2 separate regions of the Zea mays genome follow, and region 2 is linked to region 1. A link is a contact called in public Hi-C data. All regions are on one chromosome and are shown on one strand. The core of a region is the stretch at or near the end of the contact, and the rest is flanking DNA. Distances in the headings are between cores, read along the strand shown.

Region 1 (3,949 bases), core at 721-3,220:
CTTGTAGCTCCAACGAAAGTTGCAGAGCCTTTCACCGCAGCCTACATTCCCATCCTTTGACGATTGGTGGTCTGATGCAAGTTCCAAGGTTGATGAGGAGGTTAGACAGGGAATCGATTTGATGATCATCTTGGGAGCTTGGTCTATTTGGAACCTCCGCAACTGTGTGTTTTTGATAGAGTATCACCAAGTTTATCCTTGATCATGGTCTACGTTAAAAATGAGTTTAAATATTGGGTTTTAGCTAGGGCATGTGGTATTTCTCACCTCACTGCCCTTCCATCTAAGGAAGTCAAGATCAGATTTCTTTTTGGGTTGATCTTGGTCGGTTTCCTTTTTCTTTTAGACCATTGGGGAGAAAGGGAGGGGGTCCCTAGCGTGGGTTGGTCTTGAACATTGCTTGTGTTGTTTGTAAGAGGGTTCTCTACCCATTTTATTCTTCTTCATCCAACGGTACGCAGCCCTCCTACGTGTTTGAGGAAAAAAATACAATAGCAGCCTTGGCTTCTGGGGAAAGAAATAAAGATCAGAACATGCCTTGACCTTTTGACCCTGGTGTGTGGAAATCCACATATTGATTTCCTCACATGTCATGGATCTCACGATTACGTCGAACCACTCTTTTTGCATTATAAAAGGACATGACATCAGAAGAAATCAACAACAATTGACAACATATCTTAATTTGAACATTGTCAGAGATATAAAAATATATGTCAAAAGCCACATATATTATCTTCCTCTTTTAGCATTACATAATTTTATGTACTTTTTAATTACACCATAAGAATACATTAAAAATAATGTGAATCTAGTTCTTGGGCTGGCAATACATAATCAACCCCACTAGCTATAGTAATGGTTACAGTTTTGATCAACATCATGATAATTTTGCGTTAATACAAAAACCCCTGTTCTGGACTTTATTCAGCTCCCACATATAGGGCGCAAGTAGCCCATTAGGTTCCAGGATGTACTAGGTTGGCTAGTAGATTAGGAAAGAGAGAATAGGAAAAGTCAATTCGAGTTAGAATTTAGAAACTGAGAGTGTCCCAACTCCGAGTTATAGCCCTATGAGGGTTTGGCCATCTTGACTAAAAAGGCCAGCCTGCAATGTGATAGATCAAAATCAAGCACGAAAAGGAATTAATCCACTCTTTTTCCAAAATACCAATTGTCATTTCCCAAACTGATCTAGTTTGTCTATTCTAAATCCAGTGCTCATTGAGTTGCCAGCCATGCGCACCTGTATTCAAGAGGTGCCCACAGCAGGCAGATAAATATCTAAACAATCACAATCTTTACAATCCTGGTATGGGTGGTTTCTCGATCCGCACACTCAAAGAATTCATCTTCAGACAAATGACAGACTAAGAATATCTATTGTATTTATCATCAGCACTACAAATGTAATTGTCGAATCCGCATACTCAGAATTGAGATGCAATTTCTCAATAGCCAAGACAAATCTATAAAGGCATAATTGTAATTTTGATCTAGCCGAGCCCGCCACAGCCAACAAACAAATAATTTTCCTTATTTCCTATCCGTTATTTCAACTCAACCACTCAAACGTTGGGAGAACCGAAAGAGGGTCGAAATAGCGTCCTACCAGTGGGCGCAGAAATGATGGCGCCACGGGAGCGGCGGAGGCGGCGGCTGAATGAGAGGATGGTAGCGCGGGCGCCAGGGGAAATGGGCAGCCCGGCGGGCGACGGTGCCTGGCATGGGGAAGCAGACGAGGTGGTGGGCATCGCCATGGCGAATTCGAGGATGAGGCAAGCGTTTGCGCTTCGTATCGTATATTTACTAGGGTTTAGCAAAAGTGTGGCTGCGGACTGCGGACTGCGGACTGACGGCTCATGGCAGGCACGGCGCGCGCGTGGCGCTTGCTCGTCCGGCAGCCACAGCCCACAGAGGCAGATTTCGGCATGGGCGTGGTCGACGGCGCGCGCGTGCCGCCTCCTCACTGGGCGGAGATAGGGTTATGCTAAGTGTGCCTGGGCGGGTTGGGTTGGGCCAGACGTTACGGAGATCCATGAGCCTGATCCATCTGGAAAAAAAAACATGCCACAATACAGCCAGCCGAAAAGAAATGTATCTCATCTGTGTTACCGTATACTTTCCACCTGAGCGAATTTCGTATTTGAATTTCTCTCTCTCTTCTATCTCTTCTATGTCTCTGTCTCTATTTCTATCTTTATTATATTAAAACACCAGTTTTAATGGTCGTTCCATGTCATCTTAATACAAATAATTCCTCACATCTATTCTATTTCAAATTAACCAGCTGCATTCTATTTCAAATTAACCAGTTGCACGTCAATCCCTTCCGTGTAACCCTGGCCTAGGCACCGCACGATGGCTTGCTGACCGTGTCGGGCTGGCCCGTTAGTCTGTTGGTCCATTTGGTTAAATTAGCGTAAAATATCTCTATCTATATCTCTACTATATTAAATCACCAGTTTCAACGATCGTCTCGCGTCATCTTTTTACAAAAATAACTCCTTGTATTTTTTTAAAATCAACCCGCGGTATCATATCTCATCTCTATCCTATTTGTTCGCACAACAGCATTCTCGCATCTGTCGCTCTAGCAACAAACTCCGTCCATTTTGCAACAACCTCCGCCCGCTTCTTCCGTCATTGCACCGCCACCAGCGAGGAGGATTAGGGCGCTTGCCTCCGAATAAGGATGCTCACTAGGTAATAAAAGTTGCATCGAGTCCAGCCAACTTTGAACCTCTTCGTCGCGCAAAAGGGACTAGGAGCCCATCTTCTAACTCACTCGTCTTCCGCTTCGACGCGAACTCCACTCTGCTCCTCCCATCCCATGGGCGACACGACATCAACGGTAGATCTACCTAGCGTGCGCTTCGTCTGGTCACAATTATTCTCGTCGGATCTATTATTGGTAGAGATCGCTCTAATTGTCGTGTTTTTTGCAGGGGACGTCCAATGACCAGGACACAAGCTTCTCAAATAAGCAAGCCAAGCTGCTCAAGACGTAGAAGTCTGCGTCCGAGCTTGACCATCTAGCCAGTTCGTTTTTCCACTCATACCCTTTGTTTCTCAATTTGGCTGTAATGAGCACACAATACTTTAGGGATATATATAACTGTTGTCTGTAAGGGCTTCCTTTGATCTAACGATTTTGTGCTTGGTAGGTGGATACGTCAAAGGTCAAGTTGGACGTGATGAGGCCCTGGATTGCCAAACGGGTTAATGAGCTACTTGGGTTTGACGTATATTTATGGTCCATGCAGAAGTAGTTATATTTTTATTGTTTGATATGTGATATTCTAAAGGCAAAAGAAAGTATGTATTTCCGTAAGCATGTTAAGCATTAGAGGATAAACTTATAGTATTTGGTATTTCAGGAATGGTCTTGTTGGCGTACTTGTGCTTTTCTATGTCTGGCCAAACTTGGAGAAAATTGTTAATCCATCACCATAAATGTATTTGCATGTGTTAACTATGGAATCTCTCAATGATGATTTTGGTTAGGGTATATGAACAATATGTTCAATTTGACATTAAATTCATTTAGGGCTAGTTTGGCAACCCCATTTTTCTAAGGGATTTTCATTTTCACAAAGGAAATTAGTTCATTTTCCTTTGGGAAAATAAAAATCCATTGGGAAAATAGAGTTACCAAACTAGCCCTTATTATGGGTATTTTTTATGTGGAGGGTCCTTTAAGACTCTCAAGTGTCGTTTAGTCACCCAATCAATATCATTAAATATAGTTGGGTACCGTCGCAGCGCACTGGTATTAGACTAGTACTAAATTAAAAAGTGGTGTAGGAGGTGGGGTTCGAACACATGCCCTGATAAAAGAAGGGCGGGAGACACTAGGTGAAGACGTCTAACGAGTAGAACATCATGCTTAAGTGTTTTTAATATTGAATATAAATTGTACATACGTATATACAATTTTTTTGTAAAA
Region 2 (3,949 bases), core at 635-3,134, 520 kb before region 1:
ATAAAGTTACATCAAATTTCAATTGCATATATGTCAAATTTTACTGCAGAGGAATATAACATTTCGATCATTAGTTCAGATGTGGAATCCAAGTTTTAGAGCTATGAATTCTACAAATTGAACAATAATAGTACACTAGACATCAAGAAAAATAATAACTCAAGTAAGAAGAATGTTATACCACATTAATTCAGAAAGGTTAGTCCACTAAGCTGAGCATCAAATTAAGAACCTCCTTTTTTATGTTCCCTTGACGGACCTCCGCCTTCGCCTGTGCTACTCTTAGCTTCTTGATCTTGGATTCCAGATCTTCTGCCTTCTCATCAGCAATGAACTCAAATACTCTTTTCAGAGTTTCCCCGCACGGATGATGGGTCTCAATCTCCTCCACATAAACAGCAAGGTTGGAATACAACTTCTGGAGCTCACCAAAACGTCTGTGCACACCTTGCACATTAGCATCTCCTTCTGTTCCCTCATCATTTATTTCTCCTTCCTTACTCCTAATCACAATGCCACCATTCTGATTTGCATTTACGGGTTCCTTTGGTGTCAGACGATCCATATCTATGTCCATCTTCCCTTTGTCAGTTTTCCCCTTCTTTCCCTTAGCCAAATTACCATCATCTTTGTTTAATTCCCCATTGTGACTTTCCTGCTTCTTACTCTTACTTGGGGAGGCAGTGGTGGTAGCCTCCTCTGACAACCTGGCTTGCCCCTTCTTACTTGCTTTCTGAGAATCACCACTTTGATTGGCAGTACTAGGGGCAGACTCCTTTGTCACGTCACTCTTTGCATTTTCAAGCATCTTCTCTTTGTTAGCCTGGCCCTTCTTACCCTTTATAACAGCACCACCCTTTTGAGACGTAACGGCAGCAGCAGCCTCCATTGCCTTCTCTCCCCAGATTGCTTCTGAGAGATTATACATCTGGAGCCCATCTTCTTTACTTGGCACAATGCCCGTGCTCGCTGCTTTCTTGTACCGTTCCTTTAGCCTTCGCACCTTCTCATAGATATCTGAGTAGGTGCAGTTCTTCCTGACGAGGTGGTCACGAACACTAGCAAGAAGTAAATCAGTCTTTGGCAGCTCACCCTCACGCTTGACATGCGCAGCAAGGGCCTCCAAAATCTTCATCTCATCATCTTTCCCCCATGTGGGGCGCACAGGCTTCTCAGACTTGCTGTCTGAATGTGAGGGATCTAGCGCTGCTGACTTCTCTAGTTTGTCCCCATCCTTCTTCCCCTTGCCTGAGGGCGTGGCCTCAGGAGCTGCCTCCTTGGCCTTGCCCTTCTTCGCCTTTCCTGCTGGAATGGCATCAAACGTCGGCTTCTCTAGCTCAGCTTTGCCCTTCTTTGCATTTCCTGCTGGAGTGGCCTCAGGCGCCGGCTTCTCTAGCTCGGCCTTGCCCTTCTTCGCCTTGGCAAGAGGGGTAGCCACAGCCTTCATCTTTTTTGCCTTCCCGGTAGGAGCAGGATCCGAGGGGGGTCTCTTCCTTTCCTGCTCTGCCTTGGACAACACGGCCGCCGCCGCAGCCTTCTTCTGAACCACAGGCACAGGGTTCTCATGCTCCGACTCCGATGACTCGCCCTCCTCCTCTTCGGGATCGGATTCTGGCTGGGGAACTGGATGCGTATGCTTAGTGAGGGAGCGGGGCACCTGGCGCATCTGGAAAGCTTGAGCGTCGGTGTCGGAGTCCGTGTCCGCCTCCGACGAGTCGGCGTTGTTGGCCGCGGCCTGCGGAGGACTACGGAGCTCGGGGAGGCGAGGAGGCTCCTCCAACTCTTCGGAGCCAGATTCCTCAGAGGACGACTCCTCCTGCGGAGGCGGAGGAGGCGAAGGCGCGCGGCGCTTGCGGGCCATGAATCGCGGCTAGGGTTTACGGGGCGCAGAGGGAACTGGGAATGTGAAGGGTCTGAGTCTGACGCCGTGGTGCGGACGGCTATGGTGCGGACGGCAAACTGGTGAGATTTGTTGATTATCATGACGCCAAGCATTACGTAAAGGGGTGATGCTCTATAAGTGAAAACAGTGTTCTTGGGAGTTCTATGTTTCATAATAACTCCTATGTTTCGTATGACCGTGTAGAATACTGCGGTTAACAGAGTAAGTTTAAAATAAAAGGTGGAATAGGAGATAAAATATGATAGCTGTTTGAAGACAGCCTAATATTATTTCCAACCATTCATCTACAATTCTCGCTATCTATATTTTATTATATTTTACTACATCATCAAAAAAAATACTCCCTCACATAGATGAATGGTTGCTCAGTTTGCTCCTCCTTCGGAGTACTCAAGAGTGAGTGTCGGCTCCTATCTTCTTCCCTTCCCTGAGTACTCATCCTCCCTGAGTTCTCTACTGAGCCACAGGTGTGGAGGTCATCTCCTGCCATCATGCTGGCATGGATCCTGCCCTGCCGACGTCGAGGAATCATGGTGGTGAGGACTCATTGTCCCTCTCATCCCATGGCTTCGATCCTACCCTAACGATAGCTCCGTACTGTTAGGCCCACAGTCATTGCCCCTTCTGTTGATTGAAGGTCCGGCGCCACCTTGCGTCATGGTAGAAGCTCTAGCCCCTCCAGTGGATAAAGTCATGCCCCATCTTGGATCCTGCCCTATCGACGCCAAATCCTCGGTGTTGGCCATGGTTGGAGCGGCCCCCTTTTCATTTTCAATGGCATTGCCTCCAGGTGCATGTCTTTCTGATCCATTTGGGTAGGTACTTTTTCTTGTGTTTTAGTTGGTAAATTTGTTAGTGTGGGGGATAGATATCCCACGGGTCCACTGGAAGGATAAAAGACCTCACGAAAGGCCTGAGGGCCCAATAATTCGTAAGGTCGTCCCTTCGTTGGCCTAGGGAAGAACGACCAGTGAAGCAGATCGACACAAGGCCGGATCGGTGCAAGCCTAGACGGCCCAATAACGACGAGCAAGTAACCACAGCAGAGACCCGACTTTCCCGCGCTGGAGCCCCGTACAACGGAACCAGGCGAGGATGAGTCGGCAGAACTATAGGAAGATAGACTCAATCAGTTCACTATCTCTTAGGTGCGCATTGTTATCATATTCGCATGTATTGTCTCACGGTCGAATATATAAGGCCTAGGGGGCACCCCTTCTGAACGATCGATCTCACTACTCAGCCACCCACCTCGACTCTCTACGCTCCTTGTACTAGAGAGTTCCCTTGTAATCCACCGCATAAAGCACTCCCGCCATGACGTAGGGTGTTACGCATCTCTAAGCGGCCCGAACCTGTACATCATTGTTCACAGTTTCTCGTGCGCCCAGCACGAACCATCGAGCTACAGTCGGCAACATCGTCCTACTCCTAAAAACACCTTGAGGGGCAACCCCGGGTGTGCGGTCGGACCCAAAACACCGACAGCTGGCGCGCCAGGTGTGGGGTGTGTCGCCGATCTAAGCTAGCTCAATGGTCGTCACCTTCCACCGCAAGATCACCCTCCGCCCCGGATCTGTGTTCTGCTTTGGAACTATCTCATCCATAGCAGATGAAGAAGGAACTCTACATCGCATCGCAGATCCGCCAAGGAAGAAGTCTCCTCCAACAAACTCCAAGAATATTGGAGTAAGGCAGGAAAAAGCGCAACCTCCAGTGCTCCGAAAAAAGATTGCCTTCAGCAAGCCAGGGGCCGAGGGCCCGCTGACCCGGAGAACTCCACTGTCTACTTCCCCGACGAAAGAATGGACACAAATCGCAAGGAAGAAAGAAACAAATAAAACCGAGAGGAAGCAAGTTGTTCTTTCCGTGCCTCCGCCCTCAAAGGAGAACGGAAAGAAGATTGCCACGACAGTCGCACCATTCTACCCCGACGTCCTCTTCATCGGGAGAGTGGAGTCGCCCCCCGTCTCCGACGACGAGCCGACCGCGCCCGGAGAAGAACCACCTCAGCGGGAATCCCGCCGACGGAGGAACCGGCGCCGA

Evidence for each region. Hi-C and Micro-C count contacts between places; a contact is called where the count stands out from the background.
Region 2: a Hi-C map of tassel shows a contact between it and region 1, with 2.8 times the contacts expected there. The contact joins the promoter of LOC100274187 here to the promoter of LOC100278412 in region 1. A contact is called at or near these places in 3 of 25 Hi-C or Micro-C datasets (ear, leaf and tassel).

Annotation. Positions count from the first base shown.
Region 1 is chr4:227,267,717-227,271,665 of Zm-B73-REFERENCE-NAM-5.0, reverse strand. LOC100278412 reads right to left here and starts at 1,970. Exons shown (of 6, transcript NM_001371710.1): 1 at 1,613-1,970. The coding sequence starts at 1,760.
Region 2 is chr4:227,790,623-227,794,571 of Zm-B73-REFERENCE-NAM-5.0, reverse strand. LOC100274187 reads right to left here and starts at 1,884. Exons shown (of 3, transcript NR_158636.1): 1 at 182-1,884.